2 separate regions of the Mus musculus genome follow, and region 1 is linked to region 2. Evidence: chromatin contacts called from public promoter capture Hi-C data. All regions are on one chromosome and are shown on one strand. The core of a region is the stretch at or near the end of the contact, and the rest is flanking DNA. Distances in the headings are between cores, read along the strand shown.

Region 1 (3,035 bases), core at 361-2,860, 4.2 Mb after region 2:
TTTTGTTTTTCCTTGACTGGCTGTATTTGAGTTAACAAAAAGGAAACCTAGAAAAGAAAAACTGACTTTAAGAAACATTCTTATTTAAAAAGTCATTTCTAAAGCACAGTACATTGGGGCAGGAGTGGGGTGGGGGAGCCCTAACTGAAGGGTGTTAGTTACACTCTGGAGTCTATAGAAGCAAGAGTTCAAGGCTGAGGCAAATCCTCTTAAGAGGTTGTCTGGGGATGAATATAAAAGAAAATGGGTTCAGTTAGCTTCTTGGTTGTCATCACAGAAGCAGTCAATGAGAAGCTCCTAAAGGTATTTTTACAAAATTACTTCAGAGAGAGAATATTTATACAAACTCCAAAGTAGGACTGAATGTTAGAAAAATGTAAAGTAGGGAATAAAGCTTACTTCACTTAAAAAGTGGAATTACTTCAAAAGGTTTTGAAGTTTAATTGAGACATGTATATATCTCTTCTGGAGTTGGCCTGGGGTGATTTTAGACTAAAGCCAAGATGATTTTTAATGGCATCCTTACAGTGATAAAGTCCTGTTCCTTTGTGTTCAAATTATGTCCCCTTCATTTTTACACCTCAAATATGTAGATGCTTACAAGTGAAATGCAACTTCTCATGTTTATAGGTTATACTCAGTTCCTTTGCTTACAACGATCTCACAAGCTAAGCCATCTTATATATCGAGGATAAATATGGGTAATAGTGACTAAAATTACCTTTCCCTTAAAAACAAAAAACCCTCAAACAGTTTAATGCTCCAGGATTACCTAGTTACAGTAAAAAGATTCAGGGCTGGGGGGTGGGGTGGGATTTTTAACCCTTTAAATTCCTGTATTTGGCTATAACTGAAATTATGGTGCAATTTAACTTCTAAATTGAATGACAAACTGCTCTCTAGAAAAACTGATTATTACCTCAACACACGCGTTAGAGTGCCTCTATTTTCACTTTCATCAGCACTGCACACTGAAAAAACCTAGCCAACTTGAAAGAAAGGGCACAGTGATATTTTTGTTTGTATTGTATAGTTTTTATACGGGTTTTCTCACTCTTTCTGGGGTAAGATCACCCAGAGGGGTTCCTTCAGTTTTACTTGCTATCCTAAATCCTAAGCAAGCCGGCTGTACACTTGAATCCACGGAAGGTGTAACCCAAACCTGAGGCTACTTCCCTGCTCTTCCAACAATAACACCACCAGTCGCACCATCTGGCCACGGGCGTGCCGTGAGCTCGACTTCCCCAGGGACCCGTCCCCGTTTCCATGCTGGCAGGGAGGGCTCTGTCCACTCGCTTGCCCACCGGGCAAAAGTGGCGCAGGCAAGGTGTACATTACATTGTGACCTGCAGGGGCTTGGGCGGCCTGTGCTCGGGCTGCGAGTTAAAGACGTCCCGAGCAACGCTGCCGAGATTTACCTTGAACGCCAGAACCTGGCAGGGAAGAAAACGCGAATCCACGCGCAGCGGCCGAGGGAAAGAGCGTGGGCTCCGCTGCACCCTGTCCCAGGAAAGGTCCACCGCTCCGGCTCCGTGATCCTCACCAGCCTCGGCCGCCGCTGCCCAGGGTCTAGCAGTCGCGGCTCACCCCGGAACGCTGTTTCCCACTCGCGCAGGCGCACGACACCTCCACGTTCAGCGTAGTCGTTAACGGTCCGCTGTTCAAGTTTAAATCCCGAAGAGAGCCCACGCCTTTGGCTCCGCCCACCATCTCTCTCGTTGGTCCAGAGGCCAGACGTTCTCCACGTCTACATAACGATTGGTGCACATTTTCTCTAAGCCCTCCCCAACCTCGGGCCCGGAAGCGGGGTTTGGGGCGTGGAGCTGAAGTGGGAACCCGCCGGACCGTGGCGCGGAATCTGTTTCTTGGTCGTGTGGGTGTTAGTCTGGCGGTTAGGCAACGGGCTGGCCCTGCTCCGTGCCGCAGCCGCTCTTGGCTGTGGCCGGCGGCGTCGGAGGGTAGCGGAGGGGAGGGTTCTGGGGCGTGGCTGGCCCGGCTCGTGAGTCGGTCTCCACTGCAACCCGCGATAGGACCGCCCGACCAATTCCAGCTGCAGCGGTCCCCGCGGCACGGTATGCACTCTTCCAGAACGCACTATTATTGCCCTCCTTTTCTAGCGTACTGTTAACAAAATAGTATAATAAAAATATTACATGTATGTCTGACGTTTACAATGATTTGTGTACTTACAAAGAAAAAAAAAGGGACCCTAGTGCTTTGGGGACTACTGAGGGTAAGATCGGAAAAGAGGCCCCCATCCCCCGTACTTTAACTTTCTACATCAAATACAAATAGGTGTTTATTTCTTAATATATAGAAAGCTGGGTTGTTAAGATAGCTCTGGGGTTAAGAGCACGGGTTGCTCTTCCATAGGTCCTGAGTTCAATTCCTAGTAATCACATAGTTGCACATGGTTGGCTCATAAAGGGATCTTATGCTCTCTTCTGGGAGCGGGTGTTCATCAGACAGAGCACTCATACGTACCCCCACCCCTCAAATGCTAGAATGCTTAAATCTTCCAAACAATTCTTTTTTTGTTGAGGTTTTTTTTTTTTTTTTTTGCTTTTTGAGACAGGGTTTCTCTGTATATCCCTGGCTGTCCTGGAATTTACTTTGTAGACCAGGCTGGCCTCAAACTCAGAAATCCACCTGCCTCTGCCTCTTATCACTTGCCTACTTAGCTTTTTAATCAGGGCCCTTGCTCTACCTCTGAGGCAGTTAAGAATTTATGAAAACTGAATGACTACCCCTTGATGGACAATGTGACACTACTTTATTACACACATTCTTAGGACAAATATCCTGCTTTCATGTAATGCTTGTATGGAATTTCCTTTAGCATGGAACCTCCAGCTAATGTGTCTTAAGCAAGGTTAGATGATTCATTTTCTTACCTACTTTTGGACATTCAGCTTCATTTCTATACCTCAAAGTTAGGAGCTTGCCATGTAGCCCAGGCTGGCCTTGATGTAGGCAGATGGCAGACTCAGATTTGAGAAACAGAACAAAGGTAGGCAGTAGAGATGAGCTTAAGA
Region 2 (3,348 bases), core at 603-3,102:
TAAATAAATAAATAAATAAATCTTAAAAAAAAAGAATAAGTTTATTTAAAAAAAAAAGGGGGGGGGGCTGGTGAGATGGCTCAGTGGGTAAGGGCACCCGACTGCTCTTCCGAAGGTCCGAAGTTCAAATCTCAGCAACCACATGGTGGCTCACAACCACCCGTAATGAGATCTGATGCCCTCTTCTGGTGTATCTGAAGACAACTACAGTGTACTTACATATAATAAATAAATAAATCTTAAAAAAAAAAAGAAATATGTATCACTTGTGGGTGAAGAGTATGTGTGTGTGTGGGGGGGGCGGGGGTTGAGGTAAACCTATGCTTTGTTAAATTTTGTATGACCCTAAAACTGCTCTAAGAACAAGGGCTAATGAAAATGGCAGTTTGTAATGTTTTAATGCTCTCCTGTCTGGTCACCCAGAGTGACGCTGCACTGCCATTTCTAATTGGTGGTTTCTAATTCCAACAGGATCCAAGGACATCTTTTTTGTTTGTTTTTTGTTTTCTTCGAGACAGGGTTTATCTGTATAGCCCAGGCTGTCCTGGAACTCACTTTGTAGACCAGACTGGCCTTGAACTCAGAAATCCACCTGCCTCTGCCTCTCTGCCTCTCTGCCTCTCTGCCTCTCTGCCTCTCTGCCTCTCTGCCTCTCTGCCTCTCTGCCTCTCTGCCTCTCTGCCTCTCTGCCTCTCTGCCTCTCTGCCTCTGCCTACCTTCCGAGTGCTGGGATTAAAGGCTTGCGCCACCATGCCCCGCTGATCCAAGGACGCTTATAGAGTCAGTGGGTGTGTGTGCGCGTGCGCATGGGTGCAAAGATTTGGCTTTATTTGGAAAGCACTATTTTCCACTGAGAGAAGGACATGCCTGGCATGCCCTGCTCCCCTGACATGTTTATTAAACCGAAGGAACAGTGGCTAACCCACGCAGGACCAGAGGGTGAACTGTAGAATACTTGAGAAGACATTCTAAATAAGACGGTCTTAGAGAAAGAAGGCGTAATGATGAATCATAAGAGTAAGTTGTCGATGTTTTCACTTTCTGCAAGTTGTGCGGACTTGGAGACATGGGTTAGAGTCTGTGTTATATTTCCCAACCTTCAAGACTGCAAGAGGTCCTCCACTGTCTGGTGGCCTCAGCAAAGCCTTCCCGACAGAGTGGTGGTGTCTAACAGTTTTCTTCTGCAGGGAAGCTCTTTAAACAACTCAAGAAAAGCTCTTTAAGCAACTCAAAATAGCTTCAGGAAGTCCCCGAAACGGATCAGATTCTTTAGGCTCCTCTCTGCCAGAATAAACGATAAAAGCTGAGAGACCTTCTCAGATGGAAGGACGCTAAACTGAGGATTCTGAGTTGGGGAAAAAGCTACAAAGTCGACTCTGAGGCCAGACCAGCTACCTGGAGGCAGCAGAAACCAGCTGAGCTGCCTGGAAAGGTGTAGACCAACTGAGGCACCTGGAAAGGACTCATTGCAACCTGTTGAGCTGCTTGTAGGCTGTGCAGTGTTTCAGGTTCCCAGCTTTTGTGAGTTGTCACTCATGCTGGGGTGAGCCTTGGTTTTTCAGCTAAGTCATTTCTGCTCTTGTTAAGTAAACCCTCACCCATATGCCTGCAAGTAATCCCAATAGTAGTTCACCAAGTTGGACTTGGGTGGTCTCGGTATTTTGATTTGTCGTGTTGAGTATCCCCTGGAAAAATTTTGTCACACAAGAAGTGGTGGTTAGCACGGTGCCTGTCAGACTGTGCTCTTGCTTCGCAGCTGACAAAAGGCGACATCGCTCTATCCTCCAAAGCTCCTGAGCCAGGAGAACCCCGCACAGAATGGATCGTGCCTTCTCCGCACCGACGTAGCTTGTGGCACCAGACGCGTCGGGGCGGTTCAGGTGCTGCCACAGGCTCCGCCCCTGCCCGTCCTGCCCAATACGCTCCGCCCCGCCGTTAGGTTTCGCCCCACAGGTCCCGCCCCTTCCGCTGCCGGAGCCCGGAACGTGCGCGTACCCAGACGCCTTGCGGGAGCGAGCGCGTTTCGGAGCCCACGGCCCGACGAACCCCGGGTGAGACCCGCGGACTCTGCTGAGGTGAGGGCGGGCCCAGGCGTCGGGTTTGGTGGGTGCCGGGGGAAGGGGAGAAGCGGGGAGAAAGGGAGAAGCGGGGCGTTGCCGTGGGCACGCGGCGGGCCCCACGCGTGGCGTGCGGCTGCCGGGTGGGCGAGGGTTAGGGGGAGGACGTGTGGGGGAGGGGCGGGCCGCGGCGCGCTGCGCGCAGGTGGGGCTGGCGACGTGGGGCTGCGGTCCGAGGTCCTTGCTTGCTGGTTGCTCGCGAGGGTCTAGAGGGTGGGCTAGCCCAGGTGCAGAGAAGAGGCCTTCCTGGTCTAGCGAAGCAGCCCGGGACACCCCCAACACTTAGAAATCGGCAGCTTCCGGGGTTCCGGCTCGCTAGCAGCGCCCCTGTTTTTGTATTTTGAGTTCTTGTGCAGAATAAGTGGCAAGGCAGCGGTTGTCGCTAGATAATTATGTGTAGCTTAATCAACCGCCGGTATTGGAAGCAGCTTCTGAGTGAGTTGTGTACATTGTGCACCTGTCAGATGAGGTAACTGGCTTTGCACGCTGTCTATGCCACTTACGCTAAGAGGAGTTTATTCTAAGCATCAGGTTGCCTCTGTCTGTCGGTCTGCCTGCCGGCCTTCCTTCCTTTCTTTTTTTCTTTCTTTTTTTTAAGTTTTGTTACGTGCAGGTGTCTTGCTCCTTTCTCACTTTCACTCAGTTATTTAGGCGCTACATGCGTGCAGGATGTCCTCAATTCTCTGTGTGCTGACGATGAGCGCGCACAGTTACCTGGGGACCACACAGCTGTGTCCATGTAACACTCGCCGTATCTTTCCTTGATCTGAAATACTGTCAGAACGTGAAATCATTTTGCAGAAAAGAGCTTCCATTCTAGGTATATTACAGACTTACCCATTATCATTTGAGAACTTGGGAAGTGGGAAGGATCTTCACTGTTAATGTAAGCTCACTTAGCTGGAGATTCCCTTTAAGATCCTAAGAGAAAAGAAAGGTAGGAAGGGCCTGGTCCAACTCCTCCTTAACTACAGGTAAGGAGCCTGACACCTGGTGAGGTAAGATGTCACAGATAGTGACGGCCCCAGGGTAGAATCTGGTTGCTCTTCCCACTTTTGTGGGCTTGTTGGTCTGTTTGTCAGTAATAGTGATAAGAGTCCAGTACATGTAGAGCAGCTGGGTCATGACCCTTTTGGAGTGGGGGTTGAGTGACCTTTTCAGACTGATCATCTAAGACCATTGAAGAACACAGATATTTACATTACAAGTCGTAACAGCAAAATTGCAGCTA

Evidence for each region. Promoter capture Hi-C pulls out the DNA fragments that hold promoters and counts their contacts.
Region 1: a promoter capture Hi-C map of pre-B cells shows a contact between it and region 2. The contact joins the promoter of Hyls1 here to the promoter of 1700023A20Rik in region 2. A contact is called at or near these places in 1 of 39 promoter capture datasets (pre-B cells), 1 of 484 Hi-C or Micro-C datasets (CD4 T cells) and 1 of 9 other capture datasets (liver).

The regions. Positions count from the first base shown.
Region 1 is chr9:35,568,459-35,571,493 of GRCm38.p6, forward strand. It overlaps Hyls1 (HYLS1, centriolar and ciliogenesis associated), which reads right to left and starts at 1,611. Exons shown (of 4, transcript NM_029762.1): 1 at 1,419-1,611; 2 at 1-47.
Region 2 is chr9:31,384,196-31,387,543 of GRCm38.p6, forward strand. 1700023A20Rik (RIKEN cDNA 1700023A20 gene) reads right to left here and starts at 1,853. Exons shown (of 1, transcript NR_165167.1): 1 at 808-1,853. Nfrkb (nuclear factor related to kappa B binding protein) reads left to right here and starts at 1,997. Exons shown (of 26, transcript NM_172766.3): 1 at 1,997-2,075.